Linked DNA regions of Oryctolagus cuniculus: region 1 is linked to region 2. The links are chromatin contacts, called in public Micro-C maps. All regions are on one chromosome and are shown on one strand. Each heading gives the region's core, a stretch centred on a gene start, on an enhancer-like site or on the middle of the called end of the contact. The rest is flanking DNA. Distances are from core to core; before and after follow the strand shown. Region 1 has its middle 21 kb from the start of ABCC10. Region 2 holds the start of LRRC73 (leucine rich repeat containing 73).

What was found. Hi-C and Micro-C count contacts between places; a contact is called where the count stands out from the background.
Region 1: a contact with region 2 is called in a Micro-C map of ear pinna, with 6 times the contacts expected there. The contact joins the enhancer-like site here to the promoter of LRRC73 in region 2. A contact is called at or near these places in 3 of 6 Hi-C or Micro-C datasets (ear pinna, embryonic fibroblasts and an unstated tissue).

The regions. Positions count from the first base shown.
Region 1 is chr5:126,657,203-126,661,608 of mOryCun1.1, forward strand. No RefSeq gene overlaps it. Among named protein-coding and RNA genes, the nearest start is that of ABCC10, 21 kb to the left of the region's middle. Within about 2 kb of position 1,614, at least 2 of the 8 cell types and tissues checked have an H3K27ac peak or open chromatin away from gene starts, as enhancers often do.
Region 2 is chr5:126,556,796-126,560,849 of mOryCun1.1, forward strand. LRRC73 (leucine rich repeat containing 73) reads left to right here and starts at 2,328. Exons shown (of 6, transcript XM_002714432.5): 1 at 2,328-2,739; 2 at 3,273-3,433; 3 at 3,739-3,861. The coding sequence starts at 2,468.

The sequences.
Region 1 (4,406 bases), core at 364-2,863, 100 kb after region 2:
ATTAAATGAGATCATGGATGTGAGATATTAGCAAGCATCCTGGGATAGGTGCCGGCTCATTTCTTATTATTGTACCCATTTTGCCGATGAAGCGATCATTCTCAGCAAGGTTAAATGACCAGTATATGATCACATGGGCATCTGATAAAAGACTGAGTGAGGACCCGGTGCAACTGCACGGCATATTTTTTATGTAGTATCGAACAGAGCTTCTCGGCTGCTCAGACGTTCTGGTCTTCCTTTGAAGGTTATTCCCCATCCTGTTAGCGCCTCCTTGTGGCCAGTAAGCGAATATTTACTCAACAGAGTCGGGAAACGTGGTTGCCATGGACAACAAACATTGAGCCGCTCAAGTCACTGAGCTATGCAGAGACAGGCTTTCCCGGAGCAGAATTCCCAGTGGCAGAGATGTCTGGGCGCCTACGACCCTGCTACTGCTCTCTGCCTCCAGATAACGATGTGGCTTGCTGAGACCAGGTTGGCTTGGGAATTGGGAGAATCCATGTGTGTAAACATCACCTTGAATGGAAGAGTATGTGGGGAGCCGGGGGTGGGGTGGGGGGGGGAGAATGAGAGTTTCTACAGCTGGGAAGAGATTCTTTCAGGATAAGAGGGGGAAAGGGCCATCTGCCAGGGACCAGCACCTGTGGAGGCCGGGACCCTGCTCTCTTACACAGTGATGTGGCCAGACTCTGAGGTCAAGGCTATGCAGGACCTCGGGACTGCTGCATCTTTGGCTAAGATTTCCAACATTGCATTGAACAACCGTGGTAAAAGTGAACATCATTGTCCTGTTCCCGATCTTTGAGTAATTTCAGATTTTGCCCATTCAGTGTGATGTAGGCTGTGGTTTGTCACATACAGCCTTTATTGTCTTGAAGTACATTCCTTCTGTACCTAATTTTTGAGGGTTTCTATCATGAAGAGATGTTGAATTTAACTGAATGCCTTTTCTGCATATTTTGAGATGACCATTGATGTCTTATTTAACGTTAATAACAATCTAACAATGTAGGTTTTATCATCTCCATTCCTACAGGTGAGAGGAGGCTCAATGAAGTTAAGTAACTTGCTCAGAATGCCAAAGCTGGCAAGTGGCTCAGCAAGGATTTGAATTCAGTTCTACTTCCTTTTTTAATATTTTTAAAGATTTATTTATTTATTTATTTGAGAGGCAGAGTTAGAGAGAGAGAGAGAGAGAGAGAGAGAGAGAGAGAGGTCTTCCATCCACTGGTTCACTCCCCAGATAGCCACAAAGGCTGGAGCTAGGCTGATCTGAAGCCAGGAGCTTCTTCCAGGTCTCCCACATAGGCACAGGGACCCAAGGACTTGGGCCATCTTCTGCTGCTTTCCCAGGCCTTAGCAGAGAGCTGGATCAGAAGTGGAGCAGCTGGGACTCAGGCCAGTGCCTATATGGGATGCTGGCATACAGGCAAAAGATTAACCCACTGTGCCACAGCACCAGCCTCAAGTTGCATGAATTCTTTAATAATGTGATAGAAGTTAAGAAAACACAGAACTGCTGTAATTTTAGGTAGTGTAGAGAAAGAGAACAGGGAGCAGCTTGCTGCAATGCTATATTTATCAGAGTTCTCAGCTGCAAGCGATAGAAAAAGATTCTGAATAAGTTATTGAGGAGCTCGCAGAAGCACTAGGAAATCTGGGTTAGCAGGCTCAGAGCCTAAACAGCTGTCACCATGGGCTAAACACTCCACAAATAGGGTTTGGTGATGGCCGTGCTGCCCATTAGATGCTGCATTCTCACATCACTGACACCATCAAGGCAGGGTTCCCACGGTTGCCATGGAAACTGGAATCACTGACACCAGGAGCACTCCTCCATCGATTCTGCCCGTTTTCATCAGCAACCCCAGAGTCAAATCTAGGATAGCTGCATCTGGCTGGCCGAGCCTAAGCCAGTGCCGGCATCTGGCTGTGACGGAGGCTGGGAAAGCACATCCCTGGTGCTCGTAGCTTCAATGGTGAAACGTGGGCTCTGCGTCAGATGAGATTCATAAGGTGGCAACTCTCAGATGCTGAGCAGTCTCCATCACCTCTGGTCGAGAAAGCAATGTCCGTGTACACTCGACCAAGGAAGGAGGATGGTTAGCCAAGGGATCAAGGAGTGGGCCAGGCAGTGAGAAAGAGCCTTGAAGACGTTGGGAGGAGCAGTTGAGGAAGGGAAGGTGTGATGCCAAGCACTTAGGGGAGTTCTGGGGAGAGTGAAAGTGGTCTTTGTTTAAAAGAGAGAGAGAGAGGGATCTTCCATTCACTGGCTCACTCCCCAGATGCCTCCAACAACCTGTCTAGGCCAGGCCAAAGCCAGGGGCCAGGATCCCAATCCAAGACTCCCATGTGGGTGGAGGGACCCACCTACTTGAATCACGCCCTGTCGCTTCCCAGAGTGCACATTAGCAGGAAGCTGGAATCCCATGTGGAACCAGGACTTGAAGCCCAGTGCTCTCAGCAGCATCTTAACCACTGTGTTACACACCTGCTCCAGACATACTCTTTGTATTTGGATTGAAAGGGGTGCTCTGTGGCCTCACTAAGCGCAATTGCGGCCGGCGCCGCGGCTCACTAGGGTAATCCTCCACCTAGCGGCGCCGGCACACCGGGTTCCAGTCCCGGTCGGGGCGCCAGATTCTTTTCCGGTTGCCCCTCTTCCAGGCCAGCTCTCTGCTGTGGCCAGGGAGTGCAGTGGAGGATGGCCCAAGTGCTTGGGCCCTGCACCCCATGGGAGACCAGGAGAAGTACCTGGCTCCTGCCTTCGGATCAGCGCGGTGTGCCGGCCGCAGCACGCCAGCCATGGTGGCCATTGGAGGGTGAACCAATGGCAAAAGGAAGACCTTTCTCTCTGTCTCTCTCTCTCACTGCCCACTCTGCCTGTCAAAAAAAAAAAAAAAAAAAAAGAGAGAGAGAGCAATTGCAGTTGTCTGTGGAAGTGCAAACCAACCATAGGGAATTATGGAGAAAATAAGTGTAAAAATTTGAAGGAAGCTGTCTCAAATATTCTAAAGATGTTTGCTTTTCTTGATCATCACAAAAACACCATCCAATGTCATCACCTCTTCACTCATGGCACAGTTAGATTAGGCTGGGGCCGGCGCCGTGGCATAGCAGATAAAGCTGCTACCTGCAGTGCTGGCATCCCATATGGGTGCCGGTTCTAGTCCTGGCTGCTCTACTTCTGATCCAGCTCTCTGCTATGGCCCAGGAAAGCAGCGGGAGGTGGCCTAAATGCTTGGACCCCTGCACCCACATGGGAGACCCAGAAGAAACTCCTGGCTTTGGCCTGTCACAGCCCCAGCTGTTGCTGCCATTTGGCAAGTGAACCAGTGGATGGAAGATCTCTCTCTCTCCTGTCTCTCCCTTTCTCTCTGTAACTCTGCCTTTCAAATGATTTTTTAAAAGATGTATTTATTTATTTATTTGAAAAGCAGAATAATGGAGAGAGGGGGAGAGAGAGAAAGGGAGGGAGGGAGATCTTCCATCTGCTGCTTTACTCCCCAAATGGCCACAAGAGCCAGAGCTGGGCCAGGTGGAAGCCGGAAGTCTGGAACTCTATCCAGGTCTCCCATGTAGATGGCAGGGGCTCAAGTACTTGTGCCATCTTCTGCTACCTTCCCAGGAGCAGTAATAGGACATCCAGAACTTGAACTGGCACTCTGATATGGGATACTAGTGTCGCAAGCAGTGGCAGACGGCCTCAGAAGTTAACGTTCTTTTTTTTTTTTCCCAAAGATTTATTTATTTATTTGAAGGGCAGAGCCACAGAGAGACAGAGGCAGAGACAAAGAGAGAGAGAGAGAGAGAGAGAGAGGTCTTCCATCCGCTGATTCACACCCTAGATGGCCACAATGGCCAGAGCTGTGCCGATCTGAAGCCAAGAGCCAGGAGCTTTATTTATTTATTTATTTATTTATTTATTTTTGGCAGGCAGAGTGGACAGTGAGAGAGAGAGACAGAGAGAAAGGTCTTCCTTTTTCCATTGGTTCACTCCCCAATGGCCGCTGTGGCCAGCACACCGTGCTGATCCGAAGCCAGGAGCCAGGTGCTTCCTCCTGGTCTCCCATGGGGTGCAGGCCCCAAGGACTTAGGCCATCCTCCACTGCCTTCCCGGGCCACAGCAGAGAGCTGGACTGGAAGAGGAGCAACCGGGACAGAATCTGGTGCCCCGACTAGAACCCGGTGTGCTGGCACCGCAGGCAGAGGATTAGCTTATTGAGCCACGGCACCGGCCAAGCCAGGAGTTTCTTCCAGGTCTCCCATGTAGGTGCAGGGGCCCAAGGCCTTGGGCCATCTTACACTTCTTTCCCAGGCCATAGCAGAGAGCTGGATGGGAAGTAGAGCAGCCGGGACTCCAACCAGCGCCCATATGGGATGCTAGCACTGCAGGTGGCAGC
Region 2 (4,054 bases), core at 1,078-3,577:
AGATGATGGCTCAAGTACCGGAGTTCTGGCTCATGGCTGCGGCCTGGCCCGTCCCGTCTGCCGAGGCCATTTGGGGAATGAATTGGTGGATGGAAGATCTCTGTCACTGCCTTTCAAATATTTTTATAAAGAAAAAATGGGTGGCGCCGTGGCTCACTTGGTCAGTCCTCTGCCTGCAGCGCCGGCATCCCATATGGGCGCCAGGTTCTAGTCCCGGATGCTCCTCTTCCAGTCCAGCTCTCTGCTGTGGTCCGGGAGTGCAGTGGAGGATGGCCCAGTGCTTGGGCCCCTGCATCCGCATGGGAGACCAGGAGGAAGCACCTGGCTCCTGGCTTCAGATTGGCACAGCGCTGGCCGTTTTCAGCCATTTGGGGAGTGAACCAACGGAAGGAAGACCTCTCTCACTAACTACCTGTCAAAAATAAGAAAAATGGAACAGGGCCTTTGATTCCATAGTACTTAATATTACTCAATCCTCTGGGTGCCCGTGTTGTGGCACAGTCCCCTGCTTGTGACACAGGCATTCCATCATCACAGTGCCTGTTGGAGTTTGAATCCTGTCTGCTCTGCCTCCGATGCAGCTAACGCGCCTCAGAATATCAGAAGGGGTCGGCACTGTGATGTAGTGGGTGAAGCCAGTGCCTGCAGTGCTGGCATCCCATACGGGTGTCAGTTTGAGTCCTGGCTGCTCCAGTTCCAATCCAGCTCTCTGCTATGGCCTGGGAAAGCAGTAGAGGATGGCCCAAGTCCTTGTGCCGCTGCACCCACATGGGAGACCTGGAAGAAGCTCCTGGCTCCTGGCTTCAGATTGGCTCAGCTCTTGCTGTTGCAGCCATTTGGGGAGTGAACCAGTGGATGGCAGACCTCTCTCTCTCTCTCTCTCTCTCTCTGCCTCTGCCTCTCTAACTCTGCCTTTCATATAAATAAATAATCTTAAAAAAAAAAATCAGAAGGCTGTGGAAGATGGCCCGAGTGCTTGGGCCCCTGCCACCCCATGGGAGACCAGGGTGGGGTTCCTGACTCCTGGCCCACCCGCTGACTGTTGCAGGCATTTGGGAAATGAACCAGGGGATGGACGATTCCTGTCTCTGTGTCTCCCTCTCATTCTACCTTTCGAATAAAATTAAAAAAAAAAAAAAAAACCCTCATTACTCTGGAGGTGTGGTCAGCAGCTTCTTTCCCTCCCACTCAGGGAACCTAACCGAGGTGTACTGTATTTGCCCTGTGTTTTACAAATGAGGCCTCTGCTGCTGTGGCCAGTGGACATAATCTCTGAGCTATGCTTCAGTCCACTTCACAAGGAACCTACGGCTGCTCGGGTCTCTGAGCCTGGCCCCCGGGGTGTCGGCAATGCCCTGCGGTGAGGCAGACCGCATCCACCTGAGCCTCATCGCCCAGGGACCCTGGCGAGTGGAGGGCGCGGGCCCCGTATTCCTGGCAGCTCAGGCCCCTCAGCCCAGCGGTCACCCCGGAGCCTCTGCGAGGCTGCCATGTTGTCCAGCAGCAGGCGGGGAAGCCCTCGCGAGCGGAATCCCCGCGCACGCTGCGCCTCCCGTCACAGGGGGCGGGGCCTCGGAGACGAGGGAGGTGGGAAGGATTCTAAGGTCAGGGGTCTGGACCTTAGAAATGGGGGGCAACCCGAGAACAGGCAAAGAACCGGCGACTGTCACACGCCACCTCCACACGACGTGCCTCCACCCCCCCCCTCAGGCCCGCCCCGCCGCCGCGCGTCCTGCTCCAGTCTCCCCAGCTGCAGCATGTCCCTACGCCCGGGGGCGCAGCGTCCCCACGCCCGGGCACCTGTCCGGACCACGCACGCCGCGCGCGCGCGCGCACCTCGTGGGCCCCCCTCAGCCACGCAGGGGCGGGGCGTGCGTGGTGACGCGGCCGTTGCCATGGGAACCCGCCGCCTGCTCCGGCGCAGGGGCTGAGGCTGGAGCTGCAGCCCGCCGCCGCCGGCCTGCCAGCTCCTGGCCGTCCTGCGAGTCGTGGGGCCGGGCCCCTGGGGCGGCAGGGGGAGCCGAGCCAGAGAGAGGCAAGAAGCGGGTTCTGCCTACGAGGGAGGACCGGTCCTTCACGTGCCAAGCCGACGCGCGTGAGCGGCCGCCGCACCGGCGAGGGACGAGGACAAGCGGGATCGCGTGCTCCCACCCGCAGCCCAGACACGGACAAGCACGGTCCGCTGCAGCCCCGGCGCCGCTCGGCCTCAACCTGGTCTGCGATCTCGGCGCCTCCGCACCCCGGCAGGCTTGGGCTCCGGCCGCGGCCCCGGCGCTCTTCTCCACCTCCGCCGCCGCCACAGCCTCCGCCCCCGCCGCAGCCGCCGCCGCAGCCTCTGCCTCGGCCTCCTGCCCAGCTCCGGCCGCGACCCTAGCCGGGGCCGCGACCCCGACCCCGGTCCCGGGCTCGCCGAGGCGCCGCCGGCCCCAGCCCCGGCCCGGGCTCCGCCGGCCTGGCCTTGGGCACGATGCTGCCCAGCTCCATTCAGATTTCGGGGGAACCTCTGTCGGGCGCCGAGGTGCGAGACATCTGCCGCGGCCTGCGCGACAACGCCGTGCGCCTGCTCTCCCTGCGCGGCTGCCGCCTCTGCGACCGCGACTTCGGCCGCATCTGCCGGGCGCTGGCTGGGGCCACGTCCCTGGCGCAGCTCAACCTTAACCTGGGCGTCGTGTCCAGCCCCAGCCGCATCAAGCAGCTGGCAGAGGCGCTGCGGACCAACCGCTCCATCCAGTCCCTCTTGTGAGTGCGCCCCCTCGCAAGGAGGTCCCGAGCACCGGCCCCTTCCACCCACTCCCCCGCCACCTCCCGTGCCTCCGCACACCTGCGCACACCCCTTTCCCTCTGTCCTTGCCTCCCCGAAGCCCTCCAAGCACGCGCCTTGTCCCCGGACCGTCCACACGGGATGGGACGCAGGGCACGTCATCCCTCCCCACCTAATCACTCGCATTCCCCTAGAAGGTATAGCAGGTACACCCCGGTGGAGCCCGCAGCCCGCCCCGACCTTCTGCCTACCAAAGATTTCCAGTCCACCGCGCCCACGCCCCTTCTCTGCCCCTCCCCGCGCAGTGTCCTGGATCGCGCCGGTTCCTGCCCCAGAAAAGAAACCAAATTCCCCTTCTACCTGTATTTCTGAGAATCTGGAATGTTCATCCTCCCTTCCCAGGCCTCTCTCAGGTGCTGTGACTGAGCGCTCTCCCTGCCCCCAGGCGCCCCCTCCCCGTACAGATGGGGTTCGTGACCGTACTGACTCTCCCCTCTCGCCTCACCCCCAGCCTGCATGGGAGCCCCCTCACAGACGCCGGGCTGGCCTTGCTGAACCCTGCACTGGCCCTCCACCCGGCCTTGGTGGCTCTGGACCTGGGGGACTGCATGCTGGGTGATGAAGCCATCAACCTCATCTGTGGCCTCCTCCCTCCAGACGGGGCCAAGTCTGGTGAGCAGGGCTCTGCTTAGGGCCTGGGCTGGTGTGGCCCCGGCGAGAAGCTGAGTGCAGCGGGGATGAGGGGCGGGGCCCAGAGCTGAGGCTCTCAGGGTCAAGAAGGGGAAGGCCTGGGGGCTGAGTAGGGTGGAGACAGGAATCCAGGTGGGGACAGGAAGGGGAGGCATGGGTCCTAATTGGCTCTGGAGCTCTGTCTGCTGGGGTAAGCGGTCTCCCCGCCACCAGGGACGCCCGGAGACATGGGGTGGGGGAGAGGCCTGACCCTCCCCATCTTGGCTTCCTGTTCTGCTGCTGCCCAGGCCTGAAGGAGCTAACGCTGAGCGCCAACCCTGGCATCACCCCTAAGGGCTGGAGCCGCCTCGCCATTGCCGTGGCCCACAGCTCCCAGGTCCGCGTCCTCAATCTGGACTACAACCCGCTGGGTGAGGCTCAAGAGCGCCCCCTTGGGTTTTCACTGCCCCCTTGCCCTACAAGGACCTGGAACCATGAGTTGCCATGGGAACCTCCACCAGAGGGGAGGGAAGGCAGGGGTCTAGGAGGCGGCAGAGAAGCTGTCCTGTGTGGAGGATCTGTCACCACCTCTGGGCTGGCCTTGCTTTGCCCCCTCTCGCACCG